Linked DNA regions of Mus musculus: all the other regions are linked to region 3. The links are chromatin contacts, called in public HiChIP or PLAC-seq maps. All regions are on one chromosome and are shown on one strand. The core of a region is the stretch at or near the end of the contact, and the rest is flanking DNA. Distances in the headings are between cores, read along the strand shown. Region 1 overlaps Rapgef5 (Rap guanine nucleotide exchange factor (GEF) 5). Region 2 overlaps Rapgef5 (Rap guanine nucleotide exchange factor (GEF) 5). Region 3 has its middle 41 kb from the start of Gm31482.

Region 1 (3,476 bases), core at 935-3,434, 310 kb after region 3:
GTGACCCCAGGTTGGAGACTCTCCTTCTGCTAAGTCATCTCCTCTGAGGTCTTAGGATATTACTTAAAAGAATAATTTGTTGGCTCTACAGGTATAAAACCAACTGTCAAAAATACTGCTTAGATATTTTGAATAACTTTCCAAAGCTTTTGACTTTGATGGCAGAGTATCTGATATCTTTCTTTAATGAGGGAGCATGGGTAGTTAGTGTATAGACCCTGAAATCAGCTTTTGCTAAGAAAAAGAACAGAAAGCCAGGGTAAAGAGCATGACCAGTTGAGCTAGAATGGAAGTCCCATAATAGTCCAGTGGTAGGCTTATGATCAAAGTTCCTCTGTTTACAGCATCCTCATATTATAGTACAAGAGACATTGGGGACAGAGTAACTACTCAACTCTCTGTTGTATTGACATTTAGGCTGTGGATACAGACTCTGAGATCCTCCACTGGGCAAGGGAATCTATCTCCCTTGATATGTGAGACAGGATTCATCTTTAAATAAGGAAGAGATTTTATATCTTGGTTCAGTGTATATCTTGGATTTTATCAGGCCTATGTAATCAGAGCTGGTCAGGCCTGTGCAGCGGGAGGCAGAAGCAGTAGACTTGTGGCAGGTCTTATTTCCCATGCATCGTTGTTATATGCTGATGGTCCTCCATCCAAGGGAACTTGTGCTTAATCCAAGGCAACTGCTTGAGTCTGGTAGTTTCCTGCTATGCAAGTGTGTTTTAAAGTTTAACCCATTTTACTAAAACATTCAATTTTTATAAACAACTTTAGTATACCTGATTTTTAATATTAATCTATATTAAATAAACTTAACTGTAACATATAGAGAAAGCTATAAGAGACATAAATTGATCTCTCCCCCTAAATAAATTATATTTGTGCGTATGATGACTTGCCATTAACTTGTATAGCTTAATTATATAATGTTACTAATGTGAGGTCACACAGTACACTCTTTCTCTATCTTTGGTAAAGATGGTGACTGCCATGATGGCAGCAAGCCACATGGTGAGCCTATCAGGCATACACCCTTTTCCTAAACAGGTATTGAATCCAAGTATGGTATGACAAATTAACTTTATACATAGACTTTTAAAGTCACACTCAATGAACTCATAAATTCTAAAATATAGAAAGTTATTTTCAACAAAAGCTTTAAACAAAACCGGAAAAAAAAAGGGGGGAATTCAGAGAGTTGAGCACTTTGCCCTCTGTGACCTCTGTAGAAAGTTTACTTACTTCCTAGTTGTTCTAAAGTGCCAAATGTCTTTTGGGGGCTGTTCTGTTCTGTTCTCCTTTTTTCTGTTACAGAGTCAGGTGGCCAACCTGACACAGAAGAGAGACTTGGAGGAAACTTAAACAAATAGCTTGGGTCTAGGGCAGATAGACCAAACCCCAACTCCAGAGCCAGCAGTTCACCATGCTGCTCTGTAGAGCAGAATGAGGAAGTACCTGGTTTGGGATCTGCGTCTGTCTGGGTTTTAAAGAGGGCACGCTGAATCTCAGGGGTGTGAGAGTGAAGAGAGGAAACCCTGGTGAAAGGGACAGCATTTGCCGCCTCCTGAGTTCTGGGTAAACATTCTTTCCATGGAGGATGCCCTGAAGATAGGCTGCAACAGGACAGGCAGCCTCTGAGGCTATGAACATCGTGTGGAGGGAGAACTCACAGGCAAAGGCAACTGAGAGGTGGCCAAGAGACTGATAGGCTCAGGCTGTCCGTTAGGCTGTAGAAGCAAGAGGTTAGGGAAGCTCTTGTCTGAGCTTTGCTCCTCCATGGAGGAGCAGGTGATAGGTCTACATCTGGAGCAGCCCCTTTTGTGCTGAGTTGGGTTTTTTTGTGGTTGTAGTTTGTGTTATCTGCTTGCTTGTTTGTTGACTCAGCCAGAGTGTTTTAAAACAGTCTCTGAGATTCCTTAAGTTGGCTTATATAGTTAAAAGGTTTCTCACAACAGGAGTTAGGTGGAGAAACGGGAAACCGGTGTTCCAATGAGAAAAGAGAAACCACCCAGATCCTTCCCAGAGTTGAAGATTGGATCTATCCTGAGGATAGGAAACATACTCATGTCTTCTCCTAGCCCCATGCTCCTGAATTATTTATGGTTCTGGTCCCTACCCTAGCCCATGGAACAGAACGCCAACTGAAACATAAAGTTAAATTCCCTGTAATCATACTGTAGGAAGAGCCAAGGGAAAACAGTCATTTCCACAATCACCAAGTGTCTTCCCTTGCCTAAGGCACCTCGTTTGCATATTCATGATTCCTTATTTGCATATTCATGTACCCCCCTCTCAGCATCCCCAGCCCCCACCTCTGTGGACTGGGTAGATTTTTATTTCCTCACACAGACAAAGGAATGGTTGCTGGACTGGAATGCTTAGTGTCAGACAGCCTGCTCTTATCTCAGAATGAATGACCCAGGGTAACAGGATTCCAGGCTGATTGGCTTCTAGTTTCTGCTCAGAATCAATTTGTCTTATTCAAAAATTGCGTCTATATTAATTTATTTCTTTTTAAAAACAAGTTCAGATGGGGTGTGTGCATGTGCTAATTTTATGGCTAAAGTAAAGCTATGTGGACCAGAAGAAGTGAGGAGGTGACTGACAGATGAAAGATGGAAATCATCTCAATAAACGGTGCTAAGTGAAAGGGCTTCTAATCAGGGAAAACAATAACCATTTGTGGAAATTTTTTTTATTCTCAGCTTCAGCACGTACCTGCTCTGTGCATGGTTTGCTTTGCATTAGCAACTGGCTATACACATTAAAATAAAAACGAGTAGATATGTAGTCTGGCCATAATCAGCTTCCTTGCTGATGGTGATAATAACCTATAGGACCTTCTTGGAATGGGAGGACTCGGGGTGGGGGGAGGAGATGGGAGGACTTAGTGTGGGGAGGGGGGAGGAGGTGTCCTTCACCATGGATACACACAGGTGTCATCCACCGTGGATCCACCGGGATCTAGGAGGTGGCCTCCACCGTGGATACTCTCGGACATTCTCACTGACTGGAGCCCTAGCAGAGGAGCTAGTGTTTCAAAACATTATGTCGAGAGATGGAGCTAAGTAAAGCCTTGTCTGGCTGTGTGAGCTGTCTACCCTGTAGAATGCTGGAAGCGGGTGGAGTCAGTACCAAGGAGGTTGGCAGTAGGGTCTCAAATTCTGTCCTAGACAGGAAACTGAAACTGGACCTGGGCACCAGCCATAGCAGAGGAGACCTAGTAGTGATGTGCCTGCTGGACACATGTCCCCAGATCCCTACTGCTCTAGGTGTGGAGGCAACAGTGTCTCTCCAGATCCTCTCTTCGTGGGGAGAGAACTTTTAGAAGCCCAGGTACAACTGGACTAGAGCAGTGTCTGGTTCACAAGATAGACAGGACCTGCCAGAACATAGCTGAAGCCATTTCCCTAATTCTGAGCTGCAGATTGTTATTCGTTTTAGTGCCACTAATATGGCACAGTTTTGGA
Region 2 (3,721 bases), core at 1,198-3,697, 260 kb after region 3:
AACAGGTTCCAAATGGAACCTATTACAGTGGCATAAGATGCTATTGATAGTATATCAATCCGACTCAGCTATTCTCCTGCCCAGTAAAGTATGACTGCTGTGTGCACAGCCATGTCATACATATCACTTACACAGACATTAGCAAAGTCCTGCCCATCCATATGTATGTGTGCAGCCTGCAGAAGTTAATAATGCCATATATCACATGCACATAGGATGTAAAATGTACTTCAGAATGACAGTGGCTCATATAAGATGAATATTGGCTTACGATTAGAGGGAGCTGGGGAAAGACTTTGCCTTCTCACATCTGTTCTTTCAAATAATAGAATTATTTGTCTGATTCCACGTGTCTCGTACCAGCTTTCTTCTCCCCCCCCCCCCACCTTTGCACCATGTATGCCCCTCTCTCCAGCCACTTTAGTTCACTTCAGCCACATGGATAACAAAAGAACTGCTTTGGAGAAATGAAAAGATAGCAATTACACATTGGTATTCATGTTACAGGAGTCACACTGGCCTCCTTGGGGAGTTGAACAATGAATATCCAGCATTAATTGCCACAGACACCATGTGTCTGACCTTGCTGAAACATAATACATCAGTTCTACATAGCAAAATTATTTGTCCATACGAGATCTTAAAAGAATGAACATACAATTATACTGCTGTTTTCCAGGATCACCAATATTGTTTGCCTTTTTTAAAAGAAAAATCCAGGAAGATTTACATTTTCTTAGAAATTAGGGGTTGAGGACACAGTCTCATTTTTCTGTGGGTGATTTGCTGATATTGGTACCTTTCTAGTCTTTTAAAAAGAGAATAAATACACTGATCAGTGATGGGCCTATAGAAGCAATTACACAGCACAGCACACGATAAGGCTCCTTTTATCCACACAGGAAAGAGAGCAGGGTATCCTTCTCTGTGTCTGCACCTAGTTATAGGTAGGATCTTGTCAGCAGAACGGTGCTAGCTAGCACAGAGCTCCTTTGCAAAGAGTTGACATCTTTCAGAGGAAGCTGTCAACTTTTCTTACTCTAACCTTGGGTTTTGTTTTGTTTTTTTCCCAAGTCATCAGCAACATAGAAGATAGCCTTTCTTATTTGCCTTTTAATGTTCTTTTACTGACTCTGGCTGTCTTCCTATGACTGGGTGCTACACATTGGGAGAGTTTTATAGCAAATGCTGTGAAAGTTTGTACCCATGGCTTAGACTTGGGTCTGTACTGCTGGGTCAGCAGGGACTGTCCCCTGACTGAGCCAGGTCAGACAGACACATTGGCTCTGCTCTATGGAAGCTGTGTGTGCAGAAATGAATGATAGTTAAGCTCCTAGACTCTTTTAAAAGGGACAGAGATGAAGAAAGTCAGTGCAGTGGCCCATGACGTCAGAACTTCAGCTGGGATGAGATTCTAACTAGAGATCCATTTTTGCTTGTATTCTGGTAAAACAAGTACCTGATGAATTTGAAAGTCCAGATGAAGTGCAGGCATGGGGGGTGGGGGCGGACAACACAATTGGAAGGAGGTGGAGGAGGCTTGACCTGAATGATCCAGTGGATAGCCCTTTGCCCCTGGTTTAAAGCAAGTCTTTACTCCTTATCTTAGTATTTAATAGTAGGTATGCTGTAGTTTTCAATCCAGGTAAGGACAGTAGTACAAATGCAGCTAGTATGCTGTACATTTTGAAACTTTAAACGTTCTATTCTCTAAATCCAATTACTCCTGGAGGTAGGTTTAAAAATAGAATCTTCAAATCCGCCGGACATGGGCCTTTAATCCCAGCACTTGGGAGGCAGAGGCAGGCGGATTTCTGAGTTCGAGGCCAGTCTGGTCTACAGAGTGAGTTCCAAAACCCTGTCTTGAAAACAAACAAACAAAAAAAGCAAAAAGCAAAAAAAAAAAAAAAAAAAAAAACCTTCAAATCCTAATTCCTGCTCCCCCACTCACAGGTTGCTTTAGCATCCTATGTCTTTAAGGCTTTGTGTGTGTGTTTCCAGAGACCTTGAGCCTAGATTCTGTACTATTAGATGCCTGACCACACTCCTAATTTATTCCAGGTCTTTAAAGAAATGAGGTGAGGCTAGTTGGCTTCTTTTTAATTTTCTCTTCCCCTTTTCTTCTCTCATCCATCACTCTGATCTACAATTAAAGCAAGATGATGAAGTGACGATGGTTCAGGTTAAAGAGCAAGGCCAGAGTGTGCTGGTGCTGAAGAAAGTAGCAAGCTGTGGCCCAGCCCCCACCTCAGGGAGTGCGGAGAACGACGCGAGGTGAGAGTCCCCGCAGCCCAAGCACGCTCGCTCAGGTTTCCTTCCCTGGCTGCTTCCCTTCCCAGCTCCCTCTCACTCACTCGCTCGCTCTGCCGCCTGCCCTACCCTCCCTCCTCCTCCCTCTTTTCTCTCCGCCTCTCCGGCGGCGTTCTAGCTGACTGCAGAGCTCTTAGCAGCCAGATGGACTCAGTTCCCAGTGAAAGGACAAGGATGGCAAGATCTTATAGCCTTTAGGGGATGCCTTTGTTAGGCACTGTTCACAATGGGCAGCTCCCGCTTGCGGGTCTTTGACCCCCCTCTAGAGAGGAAAGATTCCGCGGCGCTCTCAGAGCGCCAGCTGCCCTTGCCTACCTTCGATGTGCCTTATTTCAAATACATCGACGAAGAAGATGAGGACGATGAATGGAGCAGCCGCTCACAGTCTTCCACGGAGGATGACTCGGTGGACTCTCTGCTCTCTGACAGATATGTGGTGGTGTCTGGTACCCCGGAGAAGATCTTGGAGCACCTTTTGAATGACTTGCACCTGGCAGAGGTTCAGCACAAAGAAACAGGTAAGCCGGGGTGTGGGAGGTTGGGGGCTGGGAAGGGGGTCTCCTGCCTCCAAAGCAGAAGCAGCTGATGCCCTGTCAGTATCCCCAGGAGCTAAGCTCCCACTGTTTTGGAAATCAGGATGGGCTGGGAAAGCATATGCTTTGTGTGGCTCCCCTTATGCTTGTGCTGCTTGTTTCAATCCAGTAAATGGACACATGTAGTTCTTGAACAGCTGCCTGGGAAGTCGCTGAAGAAGGAAAATGAGGTGAGGGTAGATGTGTGTACTTGGTAATTTTCGTCAAATCTCGCCTTAAAGCCACTTGGCAAGAAGCCAGTATTCAATAGCTCCTGTGCTATGAAAAGCAGCTCAAGGGGAGGGGGCCATGAAGGGGCTTTCACCTGGTCTGTAGGAAATGCTGGTTGAGTCCTGAGAGTGGCTTCCCTGCCCAAATGCAAACAATTTGCAAACCCTCATTGGCAACAGCAACTTCTGCCCCTTTCCTAGTGCTTATAAACTGCTTGCCCAGCATAAGGATTGGAGCACCTCATATGATACAGCTTCTCTGACCAGAGATCAAAGCCTTGTTGTCCAGATGTCTCACCATCTGACTTTCAGCTTCCTGCACTTTTGGAAACACTGTTACTCTCTGTACCATTGACTTACTGGTCATTTCTTTTCTCATAGAGTGCTTGCTTCTAGTAACCAGCATTTGCCATCTGTTTCAGCCTAGAGCAGTTATCCCCGTGTGAACAGACTTCAGAAAGTAGCCTGAAGTTTGCCACTTGGTGACTGCCATATACTTTTTGAGTCTGCACACAGCACCTGTGACCCCCACATTGTGCAGTGTTGCTTGCATCCAGCAAAGGCAGCTGTAGGTTGCATTAGTGCAAGGCAACTGCTTGGATTTTACCA
Region 3 (3,834 bases), core at 548-3,047:
GCTATAAATGTTTTGTTTCCTAAAATTTTAATTTAGGAAATAAAAGAAAGCTGGATACTCAGGTTAAGTTTAAACTTCTGATAACTAACAGATACTCTCCACTACGCACAGGTCCGGATTGTGAAGTGAGGATTAAAAAAAAAAATATATATATATATATATATATATATATATATATATATATATATATAATGTATATGAGTACACTGTAGCTGTCTTCAGACACACCAGAAGAAGGTATCAGATCTCATTAGAGATGGTTGTGAGCCACCATGTGTTTGCTGGGAATTGAACTCAGGGCCTCTGGAAGAGCAGTCAGTGCTCCTAACCGCTGAGCCATCTCTCCAAACCTAAGTGAGGATTTTTAATAGAAGAACTTTTGTTTCTCTGATGCTCTAGCCTTATGTGTTTTCAGGTCTCAGCTTCACTCCAAGATCAGAGTTGATCATCAAAAGAATTTCTGAATAATCATGAAAAAGCTGTAGAAAGGATTCAAAGTTTCTGTGGTGAGCAGTGATTATATATCTTGCTAAAGTACTGTCTTTTTTTTTTTTAAAGATTTATTTATTATATGTAAGTACACTGTAGCTGTCTTCAGACACTCCAGAAGAGGGAGTCAGATCTTGTTACAGATGGTTGTGAGCCACCATGTGGTTGCTGGGATTTGAACTTCAGACCTTCGGAAGAGCAGTCGGGTGCTCTTACCCACTGAGCCACCTCACCAGCCCCTAAAGTACTGTCTTAACGAACGTTCATACTGAAGATGAATGTGTTCATGTGTCTATGTCCATCTGATCTGTGTGTATACTTTATCCCAGTTTTACAAATGGGAATGAGGTCCATCACTCAACATATGATAAATGCCACACGCATACCTTTTATAGTTAGACATACAAATCCTGTCTACCCCCAACCCAGTAGATTCCTTGATAGTTTCCCAAGAACTGTTGAGTTCCTTGGAGCTTCCTACTTAAGAATGGATCATGACCACGTTGGATAAAATGGGCATGGGGCAAGTCTGAACTAAAGGAAAATATCTCATAAAATCAGGAGTCTTCTGGAATGCTGGCAAGAGCTTAATTGATTGGAAGAACCTGTAATTATATCCCCTCTCTAGTCCTTTTCAGAGCTCAGGTAACCGCAGCTTCTCCCACCACATTTTACCATGTCCCAGGAATACAAACTTCCCCTGCATTCACCTTAGAGTTTATGGTTCTTGCAGCTGCTCTGTGAGGGAGGTGCTGTTCCAGCATGTTCTTGCTCAGGACACCACGGCAAGTTGCTCAGGATCTCATTGCCAGCAAGTGCAGGGTCTGGGTCAGGCTGTGTATGTCCCGAGTGTGTACTTCCAATCCCTCCATGGCTCTGCCCTCAGTTGGAAACATAGCTCACAGTTGTTTTGCTTCTGGAATACATCATGTGTTTCCAGTAACCGAGGTTTTTGATGTCTCTGCTTTGCTAACAGTATCCATTTGCTAAAGTGGCTGCAACAAATGCCAAACTAGGATTTGTTTCAGAATAACAGATTACTTTAGGAAGTCCAAGATCAGGGTATAGGTAGGGTTGGTTTCCTCCAAAAGCCCCGTGGGAAGGGTCTGTGGCCAGTTTGCAGAAGGCTGCCATCTTGCTGCCTCTTTGACACTCATCTGCTCACACACTCTTATCTCTGTACTTCAATTTCTGCTTCTTATAAGTATGCCAGTCATACTTATAAAATTGGATTAGAGTCCACTACAATGGGTTAATTTTTAACATAGCTGCCACTGCCTAGGTCCTTATCTTCAAACACAGCAGCCTCTGTGGTACTGGGAGTTAGGACACTACCGTGTGAGTTTAGAAGAGGGCACAGTTCAGCTCAGGCCGTAGTACCTGAACGGCTCATTGACACGGCTCACCGGCTAATAATACCAAAGAGCACACAGCTGAACGCAGGTGTCTGATCTGACACATGAGTTAGCAGAGCAGACCCTCAGTAAGCCCAAGAACAGATGTCCAGACAGCAGTCTGGGGACAGAAAGGGGAAGCGGGACTGAGGTAATGATCTGAACTGGGGTCTCCAAACTTCCTGGGGAGGTTCTGGAGCTAATGGAGCACTGAGTTCTCACTGCAGGTGATAAATCTTCCTAATAGCGCTTCTAATGCAGTGCTCTACATTTAAATATTTTAATATTAATTTATTCTAATGCTACCTCAAGTGGGTAATGAACACCATCATCCACTGAATTAAAGAGAAAGGAGAAAGATCATAAGCAAACCCTCATGAATTCTCTGCTCCAGGAGAAAATCCAGGCGGAGTGAAAGAAATCCTAGACTCACTCATTTCTCCTTTAAGCCATTAATAAATGACACTTAGAAATGTCATTTATAAAGTAATGGTAGCAGATGTAAATGGTTCCAAACAGGTTACCATTGTGAGGAAGGCAACCACTTAGCTCGTAGTTCGCTTCGGCCACCAACGCAGCACAGTCACGGTAACTGGTACCTAATGTTTAACATGCATCTGGTACGGTCCAACACTGTACTCAGATCATTTCATTTAGTGAATGCTTCTGTAGCCCCAGGAGCAGGTGATTATAACCCCATTTAACAGCCGAGAAGATTAAGATCCCAACACTTAAGACAGGATTTAACTCACTATTGCAAGAAAGGGTCTTCCAGTTTGAGAATATGCGCTCTCACAATAACCGATTGTCCTAACAAGAAAAATATGCCGGGTGTGGTGGCACACGCCTTTAATCCCAGCACTCAGGAGGCAGAGGCAGGCATATTTCTGAGTTCGAGGTCAGCCTGGTCTACAGAGTGAGTTCCAGGACTACACAGAGAAACCCTTTCTCAAAAAAACAAAAAAACAAACAAAAAAAAAAAACAAAACAAAAAAGAAAAAGAAAAGAAAAATAGACTACTCCTGCATCAGAGCTGGCATCAGAGAGCCTACAGCAGATAGGCTATCGAGGAGCCTGCAGGAGAGCCTGTAGCAGATCCTGCTGCTCTCACAGTGGGGAGCAGAGCATGAGGGCTGAACCTTCAGAATAATGAACAAAGACACAGAGCTGGCAAGACCAGTTAAAAGCTAGAGGAGTGCTGTCCCTGAGAATTCACTTAGGTACTGGGAATCAGAGCACAGAGCATCCTCATCTCAAGACTGCTGGGGGCGGGGGAGGGGGTGGGGGACAGGGAGGGGGACCTGTAGCTCTGAGAGTGAGGGATAAGGCTGGTACTTGCCATACACGTGTGAGGCCCTAGCTTCAATCACCAGCACTCCCACAACAGAACACAATGAAACTGAACTGGAAACTGACATGACCTCCTTCAAGGCTACCTCCTTCAAGGCTACCAGTGCCCATATTAACACCTATGTTGGATAGTAAATAAGTCCTTGAAATCCAGGGCAGAGGTATAAACTTCCCCATAGCTGGGCATTCAGTGTTGTGGAACTATCAGAGCCAAGAAAGAAGGTGGTCTCCCTGGCCAGTTGCCATTAGCAAGCTAGCCCTCTATGGCATTTGCCAGTGTGCTGCCTCCCAGGTCCAGATACATCTTTCTATATAGGCTCTGAATAAGGAGCATGGTTCTTCTAAAGATTCCTCCTTTAAAGTGAACAAGAAAATGTATTGGCCAGACATGACGGCACACACCTATAATCCAAGTTGTCATTGTCAAGGGGCATGGGCAGGAGGATTGCCACGTATTCAAGGCCAGCTTGGTATAGATACACAGCAAGTTTTAGGGCCTCTGGGGGCTACACAATGACTCTCTCTCTCTCTCTCTCTCTCTCTCTCTCTCTCTCTCTCTCTCTCTCTCTCTCTCTCTAAACCTTTGTATTTTATTTATAAT

The links. HiChIP or PLAC-seq counts read pairs in DNA pulled down with a chosen protein or histone mark.
Region 1: an H3K4me3 HiChIP or PLAC-seq map of embryonic basal ganglia shows a contact between it and region 3, with 4 times the contacts expected there. The contact joins two enhancer-like sites. A contact is called at or near these places in 2 of 484 Hi-C or Micro-C datasets (the CH12 cell line and bone marrow-derived macrophages), 4 of 115 datasets of contacts at active chromatin or transcription factors (bone marrow-derived macrophages, embryonic basal ganglia, embryonic stem cells and 1 more) and 3 of 9 other capture datasets (adipose tissue, liver and pancreatic islet).
Region 2: a contact with region 3 is called in an H3K4me3 HiChIP or PLAC-seq map of embryonic basal ganglia, with 4 times the contacts expected there. The contact joins two enhancer-like sites. A contact is called at or near these places in 2 of 15 datasets of contacts at CTCF or cohesin (large pre-B cells and pro-B cells), 4 of 484 Hi-C or Micro-C datasets (bone marrow-derived macrophages, nephron progenitors, pre-B cells and 1 more), 15 of 115 datasets of contacts at active chromatin or transcription factors (SST interneurons, double positive thymocytes, embryonic basal ganglia and 10 more) and 2 of 9 other capture datasets (adipose tissue and liver).

The regions. Positions count from the first base shown.
Region 1 is chr12:117,734,882-117,738,357 of GRCm38.p6, forward strand. The region is part of intron 20 of Rapgef5 (Rap guanine nucleotide exchange factor (GEF) 5); the gene reads left to right. Among named protein-coding and RNA genes, the nearest start is that of Cdca7l, 110 kb to the right of the region's middle. Within about 2 kb of position 2,185, at least 53 of the 459 cell types and tissues checked have an H3K27ac peak or open chromatin away from gene starts, as enhancers often do. A contact at or near this core is called in embryonic basal ganglia, where this site is marked.
Region 2 is chr12:117,686,409-117,690,129 of GRCm38.p6, forward strand. It overlaps Rapgef5 (Rap guanine nucleotide exchange factor (GEF) 5), which reads left to right. Exons shown (of 26, transcript NM_001373989.1): 10 at 2,156-2,274; 11 at 2,740-2,828. Among named protein-coding and RNA genes, the nearest start is that of Rapgef5, 150 kb to the left of the region's middle. Within about 2 kb of position 2,448, at least 135 of the 459 cell types and tissues checked have an H3K27ac peak or open chromatin away from gene starts, as enhancers often do. A contact at or near this core is called in embryonic basal ganglia, where this site is marked.
Region 3 is chr12:117,423,659-117,427,492 of GRCm38.p6, forward strand. No RefSeq gene overlaps it. Among named protein-coding and RNA genes, the nearest start is that of Gm31482, 41 kb to the right of the region's middle. Within about 2 kb of position 1,798, at least 17 of the 459 cell types and tissues checked have an H3K27ac peak or open chromatin away from gene starts, as enhancers often do. A contact at or near this core is called in embryonic basal ganglia, where this site is marked.